2 separate regions of the Sus scrofa genome follow, and region 1 is linked to region 2. The links are chromatin contacts, called in public promoter capture Hi-C maps. All regions are on one chromosome and are shown on one strand. The core of a region is the stretch at or near the end of the contact, and the rest is flanking DNA. Distances in the headings are between cores, read along the strand shown.

Region 1 (7,303 bases), core at 2,377-4,876, 810 kb after region 2:
TCGGGGATCTGGTGTTGCCATGAGCTGTGGTGTAGGTTGCAGACGAGGCTCAGATCCCCCATTGCTGTGGCTGTGGTGTAGGCCGGCAGCTGCAGCTGCAATTCAACCCTGAGCCTGAGAACTTCCACATGCCCCCAGAGCGGCCCTAAAAAAAAAAAAAAAAAGCAAGCTATACTTTGTCAAAGTCTAGAAAAGATCATTAATCACTCAGTCCTGGAAATGGCTTTCAATATTTCATAACTGTTTCTAGTGACAGCAACTGAAACAGCCATCACTTCTTTCACAGAAATGGCTGAGGAAACTAGCTTATTTCACAGTTTTTCCTATAGCCAGACTTTTATAAGCGAATTGGCTCAGACAGAATTCTGTCCTCCCTTTCCCTATTTTAAGGGGGAAAAAAATCCATTTTAAAAAGAGAAGAACAAGGAGTTCCCATTGTGGCACAGCAGGTTAAGTGTCTGGTGTTGCTGCAGCTGAGGCATAGGTCACTGCTGCAACTCAGATTCGATCCCTGATCTGGGAACTTCCATTTGCCACGGTGCGGCTGAAAAAGAAAAAAGAGACAGAGTGAGAGAAGGACAAGAGCACTTACTTGTATCAGCTCACTGGAGATGACATGAAAGTAGAACAAACCAAACACCAAACAGCTGAACAGCAGCACTAAATGAACTACAGGTAAATTGCATGGCTCAGTGTTTGGTTCAAAATCTTTTCTGAGGAGTTCCAGTTGTGGCTCAGTGGAAACAAATCTGACTACATGAGGACACAGGTTCCATCTCTGGCCTCGCTCAGTGGGTTAAGGATCTGGCATTGCTGTGAGCTGTGGTGTAGGTTGCAGACGTGGCTCGGATCCTTGGGCCAACGGCTACAGCTCCGATTTGACCCCTAGCCTGGGAACCTCCATATGCCTCAGGTGTGGCCCTAAAAAAAAAAAAAAAAAAAGACCAAAAAAACCGCCAAAAAACAAAATCTTTTTTGAGTCACAGACCTCTCTGTTCAACTTGAAACCCTCTGTTTTGGAAAGAAAAAAAGAAGAAAAATCCCCTAAAAATTTTGTACAATTCTAAAGGATTTTAAAGGAATAAACCTCCTAGAGCCAATTCACGGACTACTAGGAGTCCAAGGACTATGGGTTTTTCCTTGTTGTCTCCCATGCTCTCCTCTTCTTCCTTCCCAGACATGGTTCTCTTTTGCCCCCAAATGTCTCCCTCCCAGCTTCTCCCCATAGCACTATGGAAAGAAATCAAAGACATTTGGGTTTCAGTCCCAGCTTAATCACTTAGTAGCTCTGGCTTCCCTGGTTGGAAAGAAGACGACCCTTAAGGAAGTTTGAACAGCATCAGAGAGGAAAGCAGGCCAAGTTTCTGGATTTTGCTGCCAGAAAGAAAATTAAACTACTTGGTCCTAAGACTATCTCTGGGGTTTACCATTAGGCACCTGCAAGGGCTCTCAACTTTACAGTTACATGCAGCGTAAACAGTCATATTAATGATGCACCCCATATTTTCCAGGAATAATCACCATTCCAAAAGTCTGTCCTGTGGTCCCCATAAATATCCCTGTACACACAAGGTCCTATGTCCCCATGTTTGCCTGGGGGGAAAAAAACAGCAACTCAGTGTAAGTAGAGTCCATCCTGCTGGATATTTCACTGTTTGTTTTTTGTTTGTTTGTTTTAGGGCCACACTGGCAGCATATGGAAATTCCCAGGCACGGGGCCAAATCAGAGGTATAGCTGCCAGCCACAGCAACATGGGATCCAAGCCACGTCTGCAACCTATACCACACCAGATCCTTAACCCACTGAATGAGGCCAGGGATCGAACCCACATCCTCATGGATACTAGCTGGGTTCATTTCCACTGAGTCACAATGGGAACTCTGATATTTCACTCTTTGGTCTTAATTTCTAGGGCTTTCTCTGTAATAGTTTGTCTATATACTTCCTTTCTTAATTTTGCAAATCTTTGGAGAAAGACGAAAGAGAAGAAAATGAGATAGCCACTCAAGTATCTCCCCACAAATGTTGAGCATCTAGGTGTCAAAAGTCCCCACTCTCAAGGAGCTTTCATTCTGATGGGAAGAAAAAGACAACAAAATAAACACATAATGGCTATGTTGGGTGGTGATAACCACTGTAGAAAAAAACAAAGCACAGACCATGAATAGAGTGGAGATTGGCCAATGAGTTGCAATTTTAAATAGGTCAGGAAAAATCTGAGAAAGTGACATCTGATTACAGACCAGGTGAGAAAGATATCGATGTCACTGCTCCTCTGAGATCCCCTTCTTCCCTTCTCCACCATCTTTGTGCCACCCATTTCCCACTAGCATGCTTTGTTCCTAGCACCCAGGAATGAATACATATGTATGTGTGTGGGGGGAGGGTGTATTTTTTTTTCTTTTTTCTTTTTTTCCTTTTGCTGTGCCTGTGGTGTGCAAAGCTTTCTGGGTGACAATGCCAGGTCCTTAACCACTAGGCCACCAGGGAACTCCAATGCCTTTATATTTTAAAAAAGCAACTTCGTGTACATTACCACAAGCACCACTCAGGCTGCCCGTCATCCTTTGATGATTTCTTTTTCAGTCTTTCCCTTCAATATGCTTTTCAATTTCACTCATCTCTAATCATGAGTATAAAAATATTGGAGGTGGAAGAACTAGACAGAGAGTCACTCGTTCTCTGGCTTGGCAGACTTCTAGAGTTGCCCTAGTCTCTGATGGCACACTCAGGATGGCGGATGGCGGCTAAGGGTAGCAGAGGAATTCACGCAGTCACTCTAAACGTCAACAGTGTTTTCGGGTAATTTCAGATCCTTCTCCCTCCACTGTGGCCTGCAACATCGGCCAAGTGTTTATATATCCAAGGAAAGGCTACTATCCATTCAGTAAACCAACTTATTTATGATTTAGTAGAAAGAGCCCTGGTCTAGGCCAGAATCTGCCTCCATAACGTGTTTACTGATCATCTGACAATGAGTCAAGCTCCTCCTGGGTACTGGCGATGCCAAGATGATCAAGACTGAACCTTTGCTTTGGAGGCTCTCCTGTTAAACGGAAGATGACAAAGACGGTCTGATACAATGTATCAGGTAAAGTCTATAATAATGCTACCAAAGAACCTTGGGAGTTAGAGGAAGGATTAAGGGTGGAGAAGAGAGCTTCCGAAGGGCATCACAAACAGAATTTGAGCTGGATCCAGAAGGTCACTTGCATTTAAGCTAAAAAGTGAAAACCATCGTTCCCAGGGGAGGGAACCGAATGAGCCAAGGCGCCTTGGGACAGGGACCCTTGCCAAGAGCTGCAAGGGTACACAACCTGGGGCAAGAGGATTAACATTTCCGGGCCTTGGATCAGAAACCTGTGCCAGTCACACCAGGCTCGCGCTTGGGAGACCTAGAAAAGTGCCACGGTGCTTTCGCCAAGCTCCTGCCCGGCCTTTAAGGCAGGCAGCCCTGGGAGGCGCGCGGGACAACGCAAACTCGGCGAACCGGGCGCTCCACGCCTCCATCCCCGACTTGTTGACGTATACACTCCGGCTCCCACAGAAACAGGAACGAAGACCGGAAGAAAGAAAGAAAAAAAAGAAAAGAAAAAAAAAAGCCCGCGGAGGCGGGAGCGTGCGCAGCCCCAGCCTCGCCCGGGTGGCGCGCGGCCCGCGCGGCCACAGTGGTTCCGGGGCTCGCGGCCGGGCGCGCTTCCCGCCGCCTTCCGGCCCCGCGCGGGGAAGCCGAGGCCGCGCTCCCACCTCCCCTCGGCGCAGCCTCGCACCTCCCGCCGCGTCACCGGTTGCCGCTCCAGCTCCTCACCGCCCGGGGTCCGGGCCTGCCCCGCGGTCGGGCCACCTCCGCCCTCTCCGCCGTGACGAATCGGCGCCGGCTGGCAAATGCCCAAATTCGGGGAGTTTTGAGGAACACATGGAGCCTGAAAAAAATCCTTGACTGTACTAAGCACCACCGCGCCCCCTCGAGAAGGTTTATTTTTCTAAAGAGAGTCTGGTGGGGCTTGGAAAGGAATTCAGAAGAGTGTTGAAAGTGCGAGTGCGGAAGCTCCGGACGCGAGGGGCGGGGCGTGCGCGGGACAAAGGGAAGCGAGGCCGGAGCTGCGGGCGCTTTTTCTGCCCGCGGGTGAGTGTTCCCGACTGGGCCGGACTGGGTTGGGAGGGTGCCGAGGCGTGGTGTCCTGGCTTGGCCGGACCCGGAGTTCCCCGGGGTTGCTGGGGTTCAGGCTCGGCCGCGGGGCCGGAGCCAGGGGCCAGTTGCGGCCTCTCCGAGGCCTAGCGGAGCGAGGGTGGGGAAGCAGTCCCATCTGGGGCTCCTTCTTAGCGGCCAGATGCGCCCCTTCCACTAACCCCGCGAAATTGATCAAAGCACCCCTGCCCACTCCTCTTTAGTAGAGTTGCTGCTCAAGTGCATCCTTCACAACAAACCTAAAGGATACGACCTCAGAGGAAGCCCTTGGGGCAAGCCAAGCCCGTGCTCCTCACCCCCAGGAAGGTTGTTTCCCCTTGCTTCAGGCAGCGAGCTGAGGACTCACGATGTGGTTCGGAAACAGACTGGCCTGGGTTTGAAACCCAACTCTGGCGCTTTTTGGCGGTGTGTTTTTGGACAGGTTACTTAAACTCGCTGAGACTCCCTTTTTTTCCTCTGTAAAATGGGAATACACACATCTCGTTGGTAGTTGTGACTGTGAAACCAGATGGTGTAAGTAATAAGCCTGTCCCGGTGTAAGGTATTCAAATATTTATCTAGGGTTTTATGCCAGGCGCCGGATCCAGGGATGGATCCGGTGGTGGACAAATGTACAAGTTCACTCATGGAGTTTAGAGTCTAGCAAAGGAGATCAGTAATTTTAAAGTATTAACAATCAAGTGTGATGTACCAGGGAGTCTGTGGCAGTTATTGTCAGGGCTCCCCACAGCAAGGCCTACTGGACGTTGACAGCCTACCTGAAAGTGAGCAGGGAGGAAATCTGCACCTGACTCAGTAGTTTCCTGCCTGTTCCTTAAGGAGAGAGGGAGATTCCCAGGTCGGGCCATTGAGAAACACCTTTTTTTTTTTTTTTTTTTTTTTCCACACCATGCCTCTTATTCATAATGCTTCAGGAATTCCCTTCAAATGCAAAATAGAAGCAAAAAACTAAAATCATGTTTGTTTCACATAATGTTGGATGAAAGTACTCCAATAGCCATACAAGTTGTTTGCCTTTAAAAAAAAAAAAATGACATGTCTTTGTAGGCACCGTGTGTGATATGTTTTGAGGTAAGGAAGATGCTCGTGTGTGCACGGTCACGCAGTGGGCTGGTAATACCAAGACAAAATTCCTCAAGGATTGAGGCGGGTCCTGGGACTACAATAATGAATTCGATGGTCCCTGTTTCCAGTCTAGCCGTGTGAACAGGTTTAATAGGATACCATAGAGCTGTGTAAATTGGGTAGGAGTGCAGATGAGGAAGCAATTCATTCTGCACGAGTGATTTGTCAGGAAAGCTCCATTGAGGAAGCTACATTTTGAAACGGGCTGAAAGGTTTAATAAAGAGTTTTTTCAGGGAGACTCTCAAAATGTATTCCCAGCAGTTATAAAGCTATTTATCACCGTAAGAGAATGTAAAGTTCATGACCACACCAATTGCCTTTTGCACTGCCTCCCGGAATAAAATATGGCTCCATTTTAATAGAAGTTGTTGTCCCAAAAGGAAGGCAGAGCTGCGGCTGATCTGGTAGGCCTTGTTGAGGTAGGCCCCGATAATACATCACATTCTATTGTCACTATATTTTTATCAATCTGGTTAAGTATTGCCATGGCATCGGCAAATTGTTTTCAATACAAGAGGTGGCTCGGTATCCCAAAAAAAAAAAAACAAAACCTTTTGAGTACATGCCTAATATTACTTTTTAATATCCCCAGTAATTTGTTTTAGTCATTTAATTCTGATCAACCAAATGACCTAAAGGCTAGTAAAAATTTTAAAAAGCTTGATTACTAGAAGATAATGTAATTTTACTAAGAAATACCAATTAAACTACCCTTTTCTTTAGGGAAAAATTCTCTCTTCTGCTTACCGAGTTTTGATTATCTTTTTTTTTCTTTTTTTTTCTTTTTTTTATTTTAGTGTCTCAGATTCATTCTTAAGGAACTGAGAACTTAATCTTCCAAAATGTCAAGTAAGTTTCATTTTTTATATTTATCAATCTATATTAATAAGAGACTAATGCCCTAGCAAATGGGAATTCCAAAATACTCTCATTTTTTTTCTTCAAAACAGGACCATTGGTAGTTTTGTTGCATAGTATTATATCTCAGTTGTTTACAAGAAGTTATTTATTTTCTTTCAAACAGAAAGACCATCTTATGCCCCACCTCCCACCCCAGCTCCTGCAACAGTAAGTTTTAATTTTCTTGTTAATGTAATAGCCAAGTCTGGCCTTGATACAAAAACCCAGATGTCTTCCAGTGACAGTCACTCAGTCATCACAGCAACAGGATGAAAAATTCAGCTAAAAAAAAAAAAACAGCGCTTCCTATTAAATAGAATAACTCTGCATCTTACCTCGAACCAGCCCCAATGTTTAAAGAAACATACTGCTGAAATGCCAACCTCCTATGCTCAGTTCTTTTTTTAATTGGGAATAGGTGACAAGTTTAGCACTTCTTTCTTATTAATCTCTTAAGAGTCTTGAAAGTTAATATGAAATGAATGCTCATTCTGGCATTCATTATTTCTAAACCTAACCTTCAATTGGTTACATTTTTCTCTCCTTGTCAATATATAATTTTCATGTTAAATCAAACAAAACTTCTCTAATAACACTTACTGTAAATCTTTATTTTCAAGCTGTTCAAGTGAGGATTTCATTATCTGTGGGTCAGATCCTGCTATTGAATTTTACTCCATAAACAATATTTTATTGGTTTGAGAATTGGTGTTTCAAAGTGTCTCAATAATAGTTGTGAACTAGTTTTTTCACCCAGCAAGCTCTGACCCAGCTTGGTCAGCATGTAAAATAATTGTCCACAAAACAGATTTAACAGTAACTATTCAGGCCTTCCTGAAATGGATTCCTTGCTGTTTAAAAACAGAAACAAAACACTGTTAACACTGACCATATCCTACAAAAGTAGTTCTTTAACTAAAGCTGTTAGCCCTTCTTCCACACCCCCTACCCTTAAAGTTCAGGCTAGTTTACTAATTAGACCCTTGTGTAATTTTGTTTTCTCCACTAGATAAACTTTTATTTACTAACCCTCAGCTGTATGTTTTGTTGTTTGCCAGCAATTTGTTTTTCCTTAGTAAGATGCTTT
Region 2 (6,768 bases), core at 1,222-3,721:
CATGGCATTGGGCAGCTGTTGCTAGAAAGTTGCAAGCTCTACAGCTACATGAAAGGATACATTGGTTTGTAACTTGTTCCCTTGTCAAAAGTTTAACTCTGATAGTAGGCTGGCCTCACCTTCTATTTGGACATCCATTAACTAGGATATGTCTGGTCAAAAAGACCTTGGTGGCAAGCCAGGTGTCCTATCACCTCTGCTCTAAGCTCTGCCCACCTGGTCACGCTGGAGACTCCAGGGGATCTTTCCCTGATGGCCACAGGCTCCCTCTAGCAGTACAGTTGCCTTACCCCATCCTCCACTCAGCTTCACCGAGGGCTGTTCAGGTGGTGACATTCTCTTAGGGCAGGAAACTCTGGAGAGGGATCGCTGAGGAGCTTCTGGCCAGACATAGCCATCTGTGATCTTGGGGCTCTGGACTTGGCTGAAACATCACCTTATTGCTTTGTTTCAGGCGGGACACTGCCAGGTGCCTACTGCTTGACCTCTGTTTAAATGAGGGACTTCAAGACTAGACAGCATGGCTCTTTTCAGTTTATTGCATGAAGGAGTTACACTAGTCCAAGTTAAAAGCAGACCCCAAATGGTTACATTATACAAGCTGTGAGGTTTTTAAACTTGTGACAAGGGACAGAAGGGAAATTCTACTCATTGCAAGGAAATCCTCACTTAAGCTTCAGTGAGCCAAAAGCACTTAAAACCCATGAACCTTCAGCTGGTCGTCCTTAGCCAGTCCAATCTGCAAAGAAAAAAGGGCAATTTTAAAGATGGGATACAGTTAAAGGCCTCCATTTCTGAGGACAACAATCCTGTCTTCCTGCTTCTATACCACGCAAGAGCAGTCCCAGAGCTATACTTTCAACTCAGGTAACCAATGATTTAATAGGACTTGAGTACTTATGAGCAGTCAACTAGACAGCCTGCTTTAGTAGCTGTAATTTTAAATTGCACCCTCCAAGTAGCTCCATGCAAACAGTAAACCGAAGGCAGACAGATGTGTTTTCCTAAACACACCGTCTCTGAATTTCAAAACTCAACTGCTGTTTGGCTTAGCCTTACGAAACAAATTTCTACATCCCCAGCAGAAAGTTACCAGGCAGGACCTGAGATTAGTTAGCCAGGGCAGAGGCACAAAACGTACTAACAGGAAGTGACTGAACTCACCTCTACAAGGAACTGGCATATGTTCTTGCGCTGGTCACCCTGTAGCTGAATTACTTCTCCATATTCTGGATGCTCAATTACAGTGCCATTGCAGGCAAATTTCTGCAAGGACAACACAGCCAAAACACATTAGGCCAAGCAACAGCTTGAAGGCACGAATACCCTTTCCAGGAAGTAACAATACAGCACCCCCCGTAGGCATATTAAATACCATTTTCGCAACTTCTCTTTTAAAAGCCTACCTTCTTAAACGCCTTCACTAGTTTCTTTTTATCGTAATCATCAGCGATCCCTTGGACAGTAGTAAGGGTCTTCCTGCCGTTTCTCTGTTGAATTCTTATATGGATATAATCCTCAGTGCCAGCAGGAAGCAGATCATCACCCTTACTTGCATCAGCAAAGGGGTCTGGGCAGAAAGGTCAAGCTCGTTAAGAGAGTTGTGCTGGGAGGCCACTGCCACCCTCCCACGGGATGTCTTGCCCGGTGCAGAACTTGATACTGAAATCGTCACGGCTTAGTCAGATCAGATAAGTCCTTTGTTGGCTCTTCCCGAACAGGTCAATCCGGGACGGCTGCCTTTCCCAGCCCGAGAAAGCCTGGGCCTCTTGCCCCAGGCCCGCCCTTGGGAGCCGATCACGTGTCAGTGAAGCCTAGGCTGGCCGGCAGCGCCCCACCCGGCTGATGCAACCGGCCGGAACCCGAGCTCCGAGGCGGGGCCACACTTCCCGCCCCATTGGAGCCCACGTTTGTCACTTAGGGCTGGCGCCGCCTCTCCCTCCCCGCTCAGTGACAACGGCGGTGACGTAACGGACGTGACGCAGACGTGGAGGGAGGGGCAGGTGTGGCCAGAGGTGGCCCGGGAGCCATTAGTAAATGCGCCACCCGAGACGGCGGGCCCGCCCAAGGGCTGACCTCCCACCCGCTCCTTCCGGTCGCGCGCAGAAACCAACCCAGGCGCCCAGGCCTAGTCGTCCGCGAGCCCGGACATCTTCCCTCCGCCTAAGTTCACAAAAGCCCGGAACCCTTAGCCGCTTTTCGGGCCCTGCCTGCGGGCCCGGAGCGCCCCGCTGCCCTACCCGGGCCTTCCTCCCCCTGGGACCTTTCCAGGACTTACCGAAAGAGTGGAGGTTCTGGATAGCGGACATACGATACGATTCCTTTTCCTCGGTGGAAACGGCCTGCGGAAGGCGGCGGCGGCGGCGGGAGAAGGCGGGCAGGGGGGACGGAGCGTCGGGAAGCGAGGGGGCTCAAGGGGGAGGTTGCTGAGTCCTCGGCGGCGGCTCAGTGACTGGGGCGGAGGGGCGGTGCCTGTATTCACTTATATAGCCGCCCCTATGACGCCAGCGCGCTGCCCTCACGTCTCGGCCCCACCCACGGCGCCGCGCCCTCTACGCCCGGGCGCCACCGTTTCCGATTGGTCCTGGGGCGGGGACGCGGGACCGCGTTTGCGCAGAAACTGTGTGGGAGAGTTGGGAGGGGGAGGGAAAAGTTGGTCGGTCTAGGCGCCTGCGCAACTCTCGAGGACGTTGTCGAGGCTGCGCAGAAAACTGGCAAGCGATTTCGAGCGCGCCTGCGCAGTGTTCCCCGCGTTCCACTTTCTTGACACTGTTGCAGGAAAATGCCTTTACTTGGAGTGTTTCGCACTCCTTAGAGGGACTTTACGTGCTGATCCTACTAAACACGACAGATTCTCACTATCTCATATTCACCCAACTACCCACTTACTTCCTACTTTGCAGATTCACTCCTTTACAGAGAGGGCGACACTTTTATTTAATCAACGTACAATAGTTTAACCCAAACTTTAACCTCATCATTTAGATGAATCCAATCTAAAAATGGATAATCTACTTTAAAAATTATATTACTTTAGATAATTTAAGGAAAGAATACCTAGGTCATCAGTACGAGTTCAAGGGAGAGTAATGCTGTTTGTGGAGCCAAGAATTCATGCATCAGAAGGGGGTCATTTTTTTTTTTTTTTATACAAATTGTGTGGGGTAGAGCCTTCCCAGAGACTAGTTGAACTATTTCCTTTAAAACATCAACCTTTCTTGCACTTTGAGTTTATGAATTGAAATGCTCTTAGTTGCAGGGTACATGGTTTTTAGGCTCCAGAGGCCTGGCAGGTAAGATAAAGGAGTGCAGACACCCTAGTGTGATGTAATGGGGTGGGGGTGGGGGCAGAGGCTGCAGCGGCCACAAACCTCCAGTGCATTGTGCTAGGTCTTCTTTTTCAAGAGAACCTGGAAATCCAGATGTATGTAAAATCTCTTAATTTTTAAAATATTGCCAGTAAATTGAATTTTTGGAAAAACACTGGGGAAACTAAACAAAAAACTGTGTCAGCCCGAAGGACTGCCGGTTTATGTCCTTTTGGAATCTGGTGAGAGGGAGAGAGAGACAATAAAATGACAAGATCATAATAGGTGCCAAGAAAGAATAAGGTGACGTGAGAGTGACAGAGGCTTCAGAAGCCCTCAGACTAGGTGACATCCCAGCTGATGCTTAGAGGGTGGGAAAAAGCCCACTCTGGGACAAGATGAGACAATCCCAAGGGAGGAAACGCTGGGTATACTTGAGAGTTCTTTTGATTCTGTATTTACTATGTAATCTTTGGATTAATAATTTGGCTTCCTTGGAGTTCCCGTCGTGGCGCAGTGGTTAACGAATCCGACTAGGAACCATGAGGTTGCGGGTTCGGTCCCTGCCCTCGCTCAGTGGGTTAACGATCCGGCGTTGCCGTGAGCTGTGGTGTAGGTTGCAGACGCGGCTTGGATCCCGCGTTGCTGTGGCTCTGGCGTAGGCCGGTGGCTACAGCTCCGATTCAACCCCTAGCCTGGGAACCTCCATATGCCGCGGGAGCGGCCCAAGAAATAGCAACAACAACAACAACAAAAGACAAAAAGACAAAAAAAAAAAAAATAATTTGGCTTCCTTGATATCAGGATGTGGGGACCCATGGCTACAAGTCAGGAACATATCCTGGTCTCACATCCATCTCATTCTGAGAAGCTGAGGACACAGTATTCCTCCATCTGGGAACCGCTGCCCTCACAGACATGACCTTGCTTGAAAGGGGTTTGGGGAAAAGAGTGAATGAGTCAGAGCTGGCCTTCCCAGCATTCACACATATTTTGTTACACAAAATTTTTTTTTTTTTTTGGCTGCACCCTTGGCATGCGGAAGTTCCTGGGCCAGGATCGAACCTGCACCACAATAGCGACCCAAACAACCAAAATGACAATGCTGGATCCTTAGCCTGCTGAGCTCCAAGGGAACTATTGTATGAAATTTTAAAATAGCAATGTGGTCCAGCCTATCTTTTCCTTTTAGGAAGAGATCATTTCTTTGTCATGTTGAAATCTTTTCTCAGCTTCTAGTTTATAAAGATACTCTGTTTTTTATTTATTTATTTTTTTGGAAAGTTTTAAAGCTTTGCCTTTTAACATTTAGGTTTTTAAACTACCTGGAACTTTTGTGTGCGTGCATGTGGTGTGAGACAGGGATCTGATTTTTTTCTTATGAGGATAGCCAATTGTCCCAGCACCGTTTATTGACTAATACCTGATTTGTCCTGCTTGCTCTACCATAATCGTATTTACATTTATGCAGGGTGGTTTTTTGTTTTTTTGTTTTTGTTTTTTGGTCGTGTTAGGGCTGCACCCACGGCAAATGGAAGTTCCTAGGCCAGGGATCGAATCGGAGCCGTGGCCACAGGCCTCCACCACAGCCATAGCAACGCAGGATCCAAGCTGCATCTGCAACCTACACCACAGCTCACAGTAATGCCAGATCCTTAACCCACTGAATGAGGCCAGGGATCAAACCTGCGTCCTCCTGGATGCTAGTCAGATTCGTTTCCACTGAGTCATTCAGGAATCCGAGGTTTTGTTTTTTTTTTTAATTTTCCTCTGTGCCCACATGGAAATTCTTGGGCCATGGATCGAATCTGAGCCACAGCTTCGACTATGTCATGGCTTGGGCAACGCCAGATCCTTAACCCACTGTGCTGGGCTGGGGGTCGAACCCTTGCCTCCTCACTGATCTGAGACTCTGCATAGACAGCGCTGGGTCCCTAACCTGCTGTGCCACAGTGGAACTTCTCCAGGGGTTCATGTTTTCACTCTCGGTTCTGTTCCACAGGTCCATCAATCCCAAAGCCACTATTTCTCAATTATAGGAGCTTAACAAAAAGTCTGTGTCTCCAGGAGCAGGAGTTCCCTCCCCCTGCCCCCCCCCCACCTTTTTGCTTTTTACAGCTGCACGTGGCACATGGAAGTTCCCAGGCTAGGGGTGGAATCAGCAGCTGCTGGTCTACGCCACAGCCACAGCCATGCAGGATTCCTAACCCACTGAGCAAGGCCGGGGATCCTCATCCTCAAGGATACTGGTCGGATTTGTTGTCACTGAACCACAGCGGGAACTCCCTCTGTTTTTTTCTTCTTTAGGATTCTCTTGGCTCTTCCTGGTCAGGGTTCCCCTTTCACCTCCTGGCGTGCCACCGCTCCCCACATCCGACAGCGTTCTTGGAAGCACCGTTCTCATCCCAGGTTCTGTACGTGCTCTCCTTTTTTTTTTTGTCTTTTTGCTATTTTTGGCCGTCTGCGGCTATGGGTTCCATGCTAGGGTCAATCGAGCTGTAGCTGCTAGCCTACGCCGAGCCCAGCACGCGGATCCAGCTGCGTCTGCACCTACACCACAGCTCACGCACGCCGGTCCTTCCCACTGAGCAGGCAGGACTGACCCACACTCACGTTCCTAGTCGATTCCTTACCACTGCGCCACGAGGAACTTCTGTGCTCTCCCTTTGCCTGGTTCATTCGTCCCTCCTCTTCTCTGGTTGGCATCTCCCACTCATCCTTCAGGACTCAGCTGGGAGTCGCATACTCTGTTCTGAGAAGACCGTGTTTGGAGTCTTCTCCGTGCCCCCACTTCCTCTATTTGACCAGTAATCACACTGCCTTTTGCTTGCCTGTTCCTTGAACTGGCTACATAAATGATTGGGCCCCGTACGAGGTGCCAACGCGAGGCCCTTTGTTCAAAAGCAGTTCAGAATTTCAAGACAGTGACAGCAGAGCCTTAAGTGCCAGGCGCAGGACCTCCTAAGCACAGGTAGCCTGCGTGCCTCTCTCGGATCTGGCTCTGCCCATTGTCTGTCTCCCTCCTAGACTGTGAGCTCACAGAACAGGGTACATGTCTGACTCCTCTGCTGCATATGCATGGTAGGTACCTGCATTCAGCGGGTGCTCAATGCTTGCTGAATGAACAGGTACTGGAGGGCCCTCAGTTACTGCGAATGGCCGACCCCTGGCTCCAGGCTGTCACTTTTCCCGTCCCCTTAGAGAGTCCGGGGGCAAAGCATTGAGAAAAGTCCTTTTCAGAGTCTGACTCTGGGCTCCAAAGGGACCCCTGGACCTGGCCTTTTGGTGCAGGGCAGGGAGGGTGGCCTTTGAGAAGCATATTCTCCAGTTTCTTTTGCAGAGACCTGGTGTCCAGTGCCAGACGCGACCCCAGTGCACTATCAACAGGAGCTGCCCCCCACACCCACCAGCTTGGCTCTGGACAGGATGCATTTCGCAGGCCAGGCCTGGGGCAGGAGGT

Evidence for each region. Promoter capture Hi-C pulls out the DNA fragments that hold promoters and counts their contacts.
Region 1: a promoter capture Hi-C map of fetal liver shows a contact between it and region 2, with 4 times the contacts expected there. The contact joins the promoter of SMARCE1 here to the promoter of EIF1 in region 2. A contact is called at or near these places in 2 of 5 promoter capture datasets (fetal liver and liver) and 1 of 2 datasets of contacts at active chromatin or transcription factors (alveolar macrophages).

The regions. Positions count from the first base shown.
Region 1 is chr12:21,780,784-21,788,086 of Sscrofa11.1, forward strand. It overlaps SMARCE1 (SWI/SNF-related matrix-associated actin-dependent regulator of chromatin subfamily E member 1), which reads left to right and starts at 3,627. Exons shown (of 11, transcript XM_021067015.1): 1 at 3,627-4,127; 2 at 6,114-6,165; 3 at 6,341-6,384. The coding sequence starts at 6,159.
Region 2 is chr12:20,974,604-20,981,371 of Sscrofa11.1, forward strand. EIF1 (eukaryotic translation initiation factor 1) reads right to left here and starts at 2,472. Exons shown (of 4, transcript XM_003482982.4): 1 at 2,279-2,472; 2 at 1,407-1,570; 3 at 1,165-1,266; 4 at 1-739. The coding sequence starts at 2,309. The coding sequence ends at 695.